3 separate regions of the Danio rerio genome follow, and regions 2 and 3 are each linked to region 1. A link is a contact called in public Hi-C and Micro-C data. All regions are on one chromosome and are shown on one strand. The core of a region is the stretch at or near the end of the contact, and the rest is flanking DNA. Distances in the headings are between cores, read along the strand shown.

What was found. A called contact is a pair of places that touch in the nucleus more often than the background predicts.
Region 2: a Hi-C map of embryo shows a contact between it and region 1, with 3 times the contacts expected there. The contact joins the enhancer-like site here to the promoter of plk2a in region 1. A contact is called at or near these places in 4 of 18 Hi-C or Micro-C datasets (caudal fin, embryo, hematopoietic stem cells and 1 more) and 2 of 4 datasets of contacts at active chromatin or transcription factors (caudal fin and embryo).
Region 3: a contact with region 1 is called in a Micro-C map of caudal fin, with 4 times the contacts expected there. The contact joins the enhancer-like site here to the promoter of plk2a in region 1. A contact is called at or near these places in 3 of 18 Hi-C or Micro-C datasets (caudal fin, hematopoietic stem cells and an unstated tissue) and 1 of 4 datasets of contacts at active chromatin or transcription factors (caudal fin).

The regions. Positions count from the first base shown.
Region 1 is chr10:4,787,902-4,790,644 of GRCz12tu, forward strand. plk2a (polo-like kinase 2a (Drosophila)) reads right to left here and starts at 1,323. Exons shown (of 14, transcript XM_073914367.1): 1 at 1,100-1,323; 2 at 748-855; 3 at 527-643; 4 at 1-447.
Region 2 is chr10:4,550,431-4,553,173 of GRCz12tu, forward strand. All of the region lies in intron 10 of pitpnb (phosphatidylinositol transfer protein, beta), which reads left to right. Among named protein-coding and RNA genes, the nearest start is that of mn1a, 16 kb to the right of the region's middle. Within about 2 kb of position 1,406, at least 5 of the 62 cell types and tissues checked have an H3K27ac peak or open chromatin away from gene starts, as enhancers often do. A contact at or near this core is called in caudal fin, where this site is marked.
Region 3 is chr10:4,574,639-4,577,381 of GRCz12tu, forward strand. All of the region lies in intron 2 of mn1a (meningioma 1a), which reads left to right. Among named protein-coding and RNA genes, the nearest start is that of mn1a, 7.8 kb to the left of the region's middle. Within about 2 kb of position 1,388, at least 3 of the 62 cell types and tissues checked have an H3K27ac peak or open chromatin away from gene starts, as enhancers often do. A contact at or near this core is called in caudal fin, where this site is marked.

The DNA.
Region 1 (2,743 bases), core at 73-2,572:
GTACTGATGGAGGTGTCGCACACTGACGCTGCCCTCTTTATTCTGTCACCTTTGCGCGAATATATCTGTGGACGCTGGTGGTGAGTAAGGTGTTGTGGACATAACTGAGGATGTGGGTGAAAGGGGGGTGTTGCGGACGCCGCCCTCTCTATACTGCCGCCCTAGGCAGCCGCCTAGGTCGCCTCTATGGACGCACCGGCCCTGCATACCATGCATTTTTACATTTCTGGGGCTCTTTAACAAATTGCTTTTGTTGCTTTGAGTAAAAGTATCTGCAAAATGCTAATGCTAGTCGAATGTGTGCTGTAGTCACTTACCTAGTTTAAGGTCTCTGTGCAGAATCTCTTGCTCATGTAGATACTTCAGTCCCGAGACAATCTGTTTTAAGTAGTACCGAACCTCTGGTTCTGTAAGCACTTTTCGGGCCTTGAGAATGTGTGCTAGTGACTGAAGAACAAATTACATAAGGAAGTTATAGCAACAATATTTGTTGGTCAGATCGAAAAACCATATCAATAATACTCACCCGTCTGCTGCAGTATTCAAGTAGGATGTAAATGTTGTCTTTGTCCTCGAAGTGATGGTAGAACTGAACAATGTGTTTGTGATGCAGGGCTCTGTGCAATTCGATTTCTCTATCAATCTGTCGATCAAATGGTTGCAAGCTTAACAAATGATGTAGGGAAGTAATGTAAATGAAGTAATGCTGCCAGAAGTACATACGTGACAACAGGACAGCAAGCTTACCTTTTCCCTTTGGTGAGGTTTGGAAACGCGTGTGTGTGGAATGATTTTGGCTGCATACATTTTGCCTGTGCTTAGATCTGTAAATTCATAGCACTTGGCAAAACCGCCCTGCAACAGAGAAACTGCATTTTCACATATACATACTAATGACACCAATCGTTGAAAATCTGTTATCAAGATTTAATCTTAAAAAAAAAAAAAAAAAAAAAAAAAAAATATATATATATATATATATATATATATATATATATATATATATATATATATATATATATATATATATATATATATACTTTTGTATTAAACATAAAAATGCTAAATATTTTTGATTTGTCAAATGTAAAACATTTACCTTGCCTAAAACTTTCCCTCTACAGTAACATTTCCCAGTGGCTGAATCCGTGACAATGCGTGACATTTCTTGAGTGGCATATGAAGTATCCTCTAATTTCCTTCGTCTGCTTTCACTGGCTCTGCTGTGTGTGTGTTCACACATCTTCCCGCTATTTACAGGCTGGTGGTGATGGTGGTGGTGTGCTATAGTCCTGAGTATGTCCATGCTCGCGTTTCGACTATGGAGAAAAATCTCAGAGCTTTAGTTTTATACAGGCTGTTGATCGCTCCGCCCCTTTATTTTGACTGGCGCGTCATGCGCGTTCACGTTGCGCTGAATTGAAGCAGTGACTTTCGCTCAATTAATGTTATGATTTGCGCTAATATAAGCAAACCAACCCAACCTGTTCATAACTTTCTGATCAAATTGCACTGAAATGAAACCAGTCATTTAAATATGAACACAAATACAACATATAAAAATATGGTATATTTATTATTTATTTATTGTGATATTCAAATGGGATTTTATTGTTCATATTCAAACCACATTTGATTTAAAATCACATTTTAAAGGTTTGATTAGGTCATGCTTGTCACAGTAAAGATATCTAGCCCCACCTTGTGGTAGCTTTACGCTATAGGCTACTGCATATTAGTGCAGTGAGAGATGTATGACTCATGCGATATCAGTTTGCCTAGATTTAGACCCATCAAACATATTTATAATTAAAGTGTTAATTCAGATTGCTCATAATTTGATATTATTTTAAAGGATACCATTAAGTTAAATATGCATGCGTTTATGTCATGCTCATTAGAGTAGATTTCTTAGTAGCCTAAAGATTTTTTTAACAACACTGTTTTACACTGTGTAACTGTCTAGTGTTGCCAGTTAATTTATGTAACAGAGCAGCAGTGGTAACTAAGTGGAAACTGCTTAGCTAATAGCTTTCATACATTAATAGTATGTCATATATTGTAGTGATACTAATATGAATTATTGATATATCTATTTCTATTTACAAGGTAACAAAAAAGTCTAATTGATAATAAATAAATAAATAAATAAATAAATAAATAAATAAATAAATAAAACAGTTGCAGTGTATGTATCACAGGCAGGGGCAGATTTAACCAATAAGCAATGTAAGCAGTCACTTAGGGCCCTAAAAAATCAGAGTGCTCCCAAATAAATACCTAGAATTATGGCTTTAAATTATATATTACATTATTTTCTGTTGTATTTTGTATGGTGAGGGTCAAAACATTTTTAATTTGAATATAACGATTACATCTGAGCAAATGTGTCCCCCACCCTCAATCATGGACCAGTCCAGCAGTCAAATCAGTAAAGATTTGGTTTTAAAAACGAAACATTCATTTATTATTTTTAGTTCATTTCAATTTTAAGAAAACAAATCATTTCTAAAGTTTTACAAGATGCTTTAGATGTTATTATTATTTTGCATTAATATAAATTGTAAAAAAGGTAAAAAAAAAACAAAAAAACAATTAAAATAAAAAATATTGTTTTAAACAATAAATTTAATAACGAATTTTTTTTTTGCCTGTGCTATAATCACTGTACAGACTATTACTAGTTATTTTTCAAGATATCAATATTCAGCTTAAAATGCAAAAAGGCTTAACTAAGTAAACT
Region 2 (2,743 bases), core at 156-2,655, 240 kb before region 1:
GACTGAGCCAAGCCCAGTTTGATGAACTGTTGTCGGTGAAGGGTGGAGGATTTCCCTCAGAACACCTACAACAGGTTCTACGTCACAATCACGCCCCCACAAGAGCAAGCTTCTGATTGGTTAACGCGGCGCGAATGTCCGCTGAAGTTCAGATTTTCGAACTCGAGAGATTCACGCGAAACGCTCGTTAAGCGCGTCAAACTAGCAAAACGCTCAATTCGCCCCGCGCCATCCGCGCAATTTGCATAATTCGCGCCGCAGGATGTCTATTCACGTTTGCATTGACTTAACATGTAAATCCCTCGCGCTTGACGCGTGTTCCGCGTCTGGTGTGAACGCAGCATCACTTTGTACAGGGAGGTTAAAGCAGTACTGGTTGATCCAGACACACAAGCGTGTGTGCTGAACGGATTTTCTCTACCACATCTATCATGGGTCAGCTGTGATTACTAGGGATGTAACGATTTACTGTGAGCTGGTTGAAAATCGATTTAAATACGTGACTTTACTTCGGTAGAAGTGTTGAATGAATCACGATACATGTTTTGAACCAAGAAAAAAGGTTAATTTCAAACCCTGCGACTGGTTAAAACCAGTGGTGATGAGGTCTTAATGTATGCAAAGAGTCTTAAAGGTGTTAAAAGCTATTGAATTTCAATCCTTGATTCATTTATATACCCTCTGTAAGTATATATGGCCCTAGATTAACTCCATAAAAAAATGTTTTTAAATAAACAGTAGTACTTTGATTATTAATCCTCTTTATGTCTTAATCCCCTTTAGTCTTTCTTATGTCCTACTAAAACCACCACATAAAACCTGCAGCTCTTTGAAGTTATAATAAATTGCGTTTTAAATTGACTGATAAAAAACTGATAAATCGCAATTAGTTTTTTGTTTTTCTCAAATCGTGCAGCCCTACTTACAATTATAGCTGTAGGTCAGTGTGCTATTACAAAAACACTGAGTAAAGACTATTTAATAGTGTACATGCACAAGCTGTACATCATCAGCCTCCAGCACACATCTGGACCATTTTTATAGCGTAACGTGGGCGTTTATATGTGTGGAATAAAATGTTAGTACCTGTAATATTAGCACCAGGGGTCATAATTTGACTGTAGACATAAAATAGTAGGGTCTGTATTTGAATTGACTACTGGACTCGGTTCTTGAAGGGGTTACAGATTTCAGCTCGTTCTGATTTTTCATTATTATTATTCTTTTTCTCTCCGCTGGTTACTCCTGGCAAAGTGCTAATATTCTCTATTTTCAGTTGTGTGTTTTTGTTGAACGCGTACCAGCTCAAGTGTATAGTATTTGGCCCAGATTCTTTCCTCTACCCAGTAAATATGACGATCCAACGGCACGCAGTCTCTCCAAACTCTGACACGCTCTGTGATCACTTTAAGCATGCAGCCAAAGAAAACCACAAACTCCTCACTGCCTGGGAAATATCGATCAATACATTCTCATCCAAATCCCGAAGGCGTAGTCGCTTATTAGTTTTATTCTGCAGCGGTGGCTTTGCCAAGACCAATAAAGTGATGGCTTAACCGTCAACCCATCAGTCATGTTAAAAGTTCTATCTTTCTTCTAACCGGTTGATCTTTAATTGCCTTCTGTTGTAAAGACTGGCATTTTTTAAGCGGTTTGTATATGTAGCAAGACATTATATTAAACAAACAGCTTTTTTTTTGTACTTGCTACTGTCCAGTTGCCAGGAGAAAGTATGTATTTGGACTAATATTTGATGAATCAAGTTTACTTTGGCTTTGCAGGGCTTTACAGAAACCTTCCAGGGTATATATTTTTCAAAAACCTCATTTATGGAAATGATGGTGAAAATGTTTCCAGAGAGGATTATGTCAACGTTAACCCATTCACTGCCACTTTGCTGACACAGACGTTTGTTAAAATGGGGAATTCCCTTTATAAAAGTATAGTTATAGTTTATTTTACCTGATGAATTATGTTTCTTTTAGTGTGGCTGAAATGAAAGCAACTTTAAAATTTTTATAATTTTGTTTTCATTGAAACAATGTTATTGGCTACAGAAGGAACTACTGTTTTGTAATAATTGGTAATAATCGAATTAACCTAATTTGCCTAGCTAACCTGATTAAAGTAGTTAGATCTTTAAATGGCACTTTAAGCTTAATAGCTAGTAAAATATTTTGTAGTACTGTCATAATGACAAAGGCAAAATTAGTATTAGATATATATATATATATATATATATATATATATATATATATATATATATATATATATATATATATATATATATATATATATATTAGGGATGCAACAATACAGTTAGCCCACGATTCAATACATACCTTGGTTTTTTTAACATGGGGTTTGGTTCTCATGGCTTTACACGCGTGTTTTTATTTTATTTTATAGGCAATAGGAATAGTAAGAGGTTAAGGAGAAAAAACAAATACAATTTATTGCAATACTCATTTTGTTTTACTTAAAAGCCACGAAAAGTACACTAGCTCCTAGTGTATTGTGATAAAATGAACACTGAAATCTCACAGCTTTTGGTAGCCCATGTACAAACTGGGCAACACGTAAAATCCTACACTTTAAAAATAATCATACATATGAAGTTAATAAAGATAAATTGGACATTTCAAATAAACATATTTGTACTTAAGTAAAAATAAATGAACCATCTTAATTATTTTGGTGCTGAAATGACAACAAGTCACTATATATATATATATATATATAT
Region 3 (2,743 bases), core at 138-2,637, 210 kb before region 1:
GCATTACATTTATTCTCAAAAGCAGTTGCTTTATTTTTGTAAACACTGGATTTTTAAAGAGAAAAAAATAGTTGTGTTTTATTTGACTTCATTTTACTATAGCTACATTTTTAGCTATATTTAATTATCTGTATGCAAAATTTTACATATATAATGTTTGTATATATAATTTTATTTTCCATTGAGTTGCTAAAATTAAATAGTTTGTGTTTATAGTATTAATATTTATAGTATAATATATGTGTGTATATATATATATATATATATATATATATATATATATATATATATATATATATATATATATTTATATTTATATTTGTGTGTGTGTGTGTGTGTGTATATACATATAATGCTATAAATATTAATATTATACCTATATATATGTATGTATATATAATATTTGTGTGTGTATGTATATATGTGTGTGTGTGTGTGTGTGTGTGTGTGTGTGTATATATATATATATATATATATATATATATATATATATATATATATATATATATATATATATATATATTTATAATTTTAGCAACTCAATGGAAAATATTTGACTTTATTCAACTTTTTTAACATGCGTATCGATTGAATGTAAAACAGATGTAAGCTGCGGCCTGTTATCAGAATGCAATCTGATCAGAAACTCCTAGCTACCTCAAACTCTAGCGTTTTCTTCTTCTTCTTCTTTTTCTTTTCCTCTCGCTGTTTTGCCTAATAAATGGAGAAGGTTGTCAGATGCAATTTTTCAGACGGGGCTGTCGGATATTCTGACAGCTTTGTGGCTCTGAGAATAAACACTAAAGGCCAGAACAGACAGAAAACAAAGGAGAAGATGCAATGGTCTCATGGGAAAACGGCTCAAAACAACACTCTGAGAACACAGGTATAGGGATGCGTTTTTGTGTGGAAGGGATGCGAGGAGAAAATAGGGCTTGATATCTATGTGGAAAATATCAGCAAACAGTGTACACTCCAAACGCTGTGTAACTTGCGGATCCTTTACTGAAATGAGCTTCCGTGTCTTTGAACGTGTCAGAAAGCAAGATTTGTCAGTGGCTCTATAAATACAAACTTGTAAACCGTGTACTCTGTGTGCAAGTTCCGCGTCCTAAAATAACCATCCATACCTTTGAACATTTATCAAGAATAATTATAATTGTGGTCATCGTCTGCGTGCAATTTTATAGAAAGATTTGGTCAACTGTGCTGCTAATTTCTCTGATGAATTGCAATTTGAGCGTTGCCTGCGCAGATACGCACACCTTTATACGGGAGTGCTTGTTTGGCAGGCAGAATTAATTAGCGTTTTCTTGTGTCCGTGTGATACACTGCATTTTTCCGCGAGGAATGTCAGGGTGGAAATGGAAAGGAAAAAAAGAAACAGCATGATCTTGTCTTGGCATGTATTAAATTCCGCTTTCACGTTTTGTCATGGGACAGGCCTGTGTTGTCAGAGAATCATCGCTTTGATTCATGCATCACCTCTCCAAGCTAAACATTAAGAAGCAGTTACACCCAAACATGTAGATTCCGTCATTGTTACCAGAGAAGCATAGCGGAGATGTTATGCAGAATGTCCAAGCTGCTCTATTCCATAAACAGAAATGAAGAATAAATTCTGCCGTAAAAAGATCAAATTTGCTTAAAAGATTCATCTGTCACCTTTCTAAGCTAAACGTTAAGAAGCAGTTACACCCAAACATGTAGATTTCGTCATTGTTACCAGAGAAGCATAGCGGAGAGATTTTGCAGAATGTCCAAGCTGCTCTATTACATAAACAGAAATGGAGGTGAAATCCATACTGCTGTAAAAAGATCTAATTCGCTTAAAAGATTCATCTGTCACCTCTCCAAGCTAAACATTAAGAAGCAGTTACACCCAAACATCTAGATTTCGTCATTGTTACCAGAAGAGCAAAATAAAGATATTATGCAGAATGTCCAAGCTGCTCTATTCCATAAACAGAAATGGAGGTTAAATTCTGCCTTAAAAAAGATCAAATTCGCACAAAAGATTCATCTGTCACCTCTCCAAACTAAAAACATTAGGAAGCAGTTACACCCAAACATGTAGATTTCGTCATTGTTACCAGAGAAGCATAGCGAAGAGATTTTGCAGAATGTCCAAGCTGCTCTATTCCATAAACAGAAATGGAGGTTAAATTCTGCCTTAAAAAAGATCAAATTCGCACAAAAGATTCATCTGTCACCTCTCCAAACTAAAAACATTAGGAAGCAGTTACACCCAAACATGTAGATTTCGTCATTGTTACCAGAGAAGCATAGCGAAGAGATTTTGCAGAATGTCCAAGCTGCTCTATTCCATAAACAGAAATAGAGGTGAAATTTATACTGCGGTAAAAAGATATAAGTCGATTAAAAGATTCATGCGTCACCTCTCCAAGCTAAACATTAAGAAGCAGTTACACCCAAACATGTAAATTCGTCATTGTTACCAGAAGAGCAAAATAGAGATATTATGCAGAATGTCCAAGCTGCTCCATCCATAAAAAGAAATGGAGGTTAAATTCATACTGCTGTGAAAAAATCAAATTCGATTTAATGATTTATCTGTCACCTCTCCAAGTTAAACGTTAAGAAGCAGTTACACCCAAACATGTAGATTTTGTCATTGTTACCAGAAAAGCATAGCGGAGATATTTTGCAGAATGTCCAAGCTGCTCTATTACATAAACCGAAATGGAGGTTAAATTCATACTGCTTGTAAAAAGATCAAAAT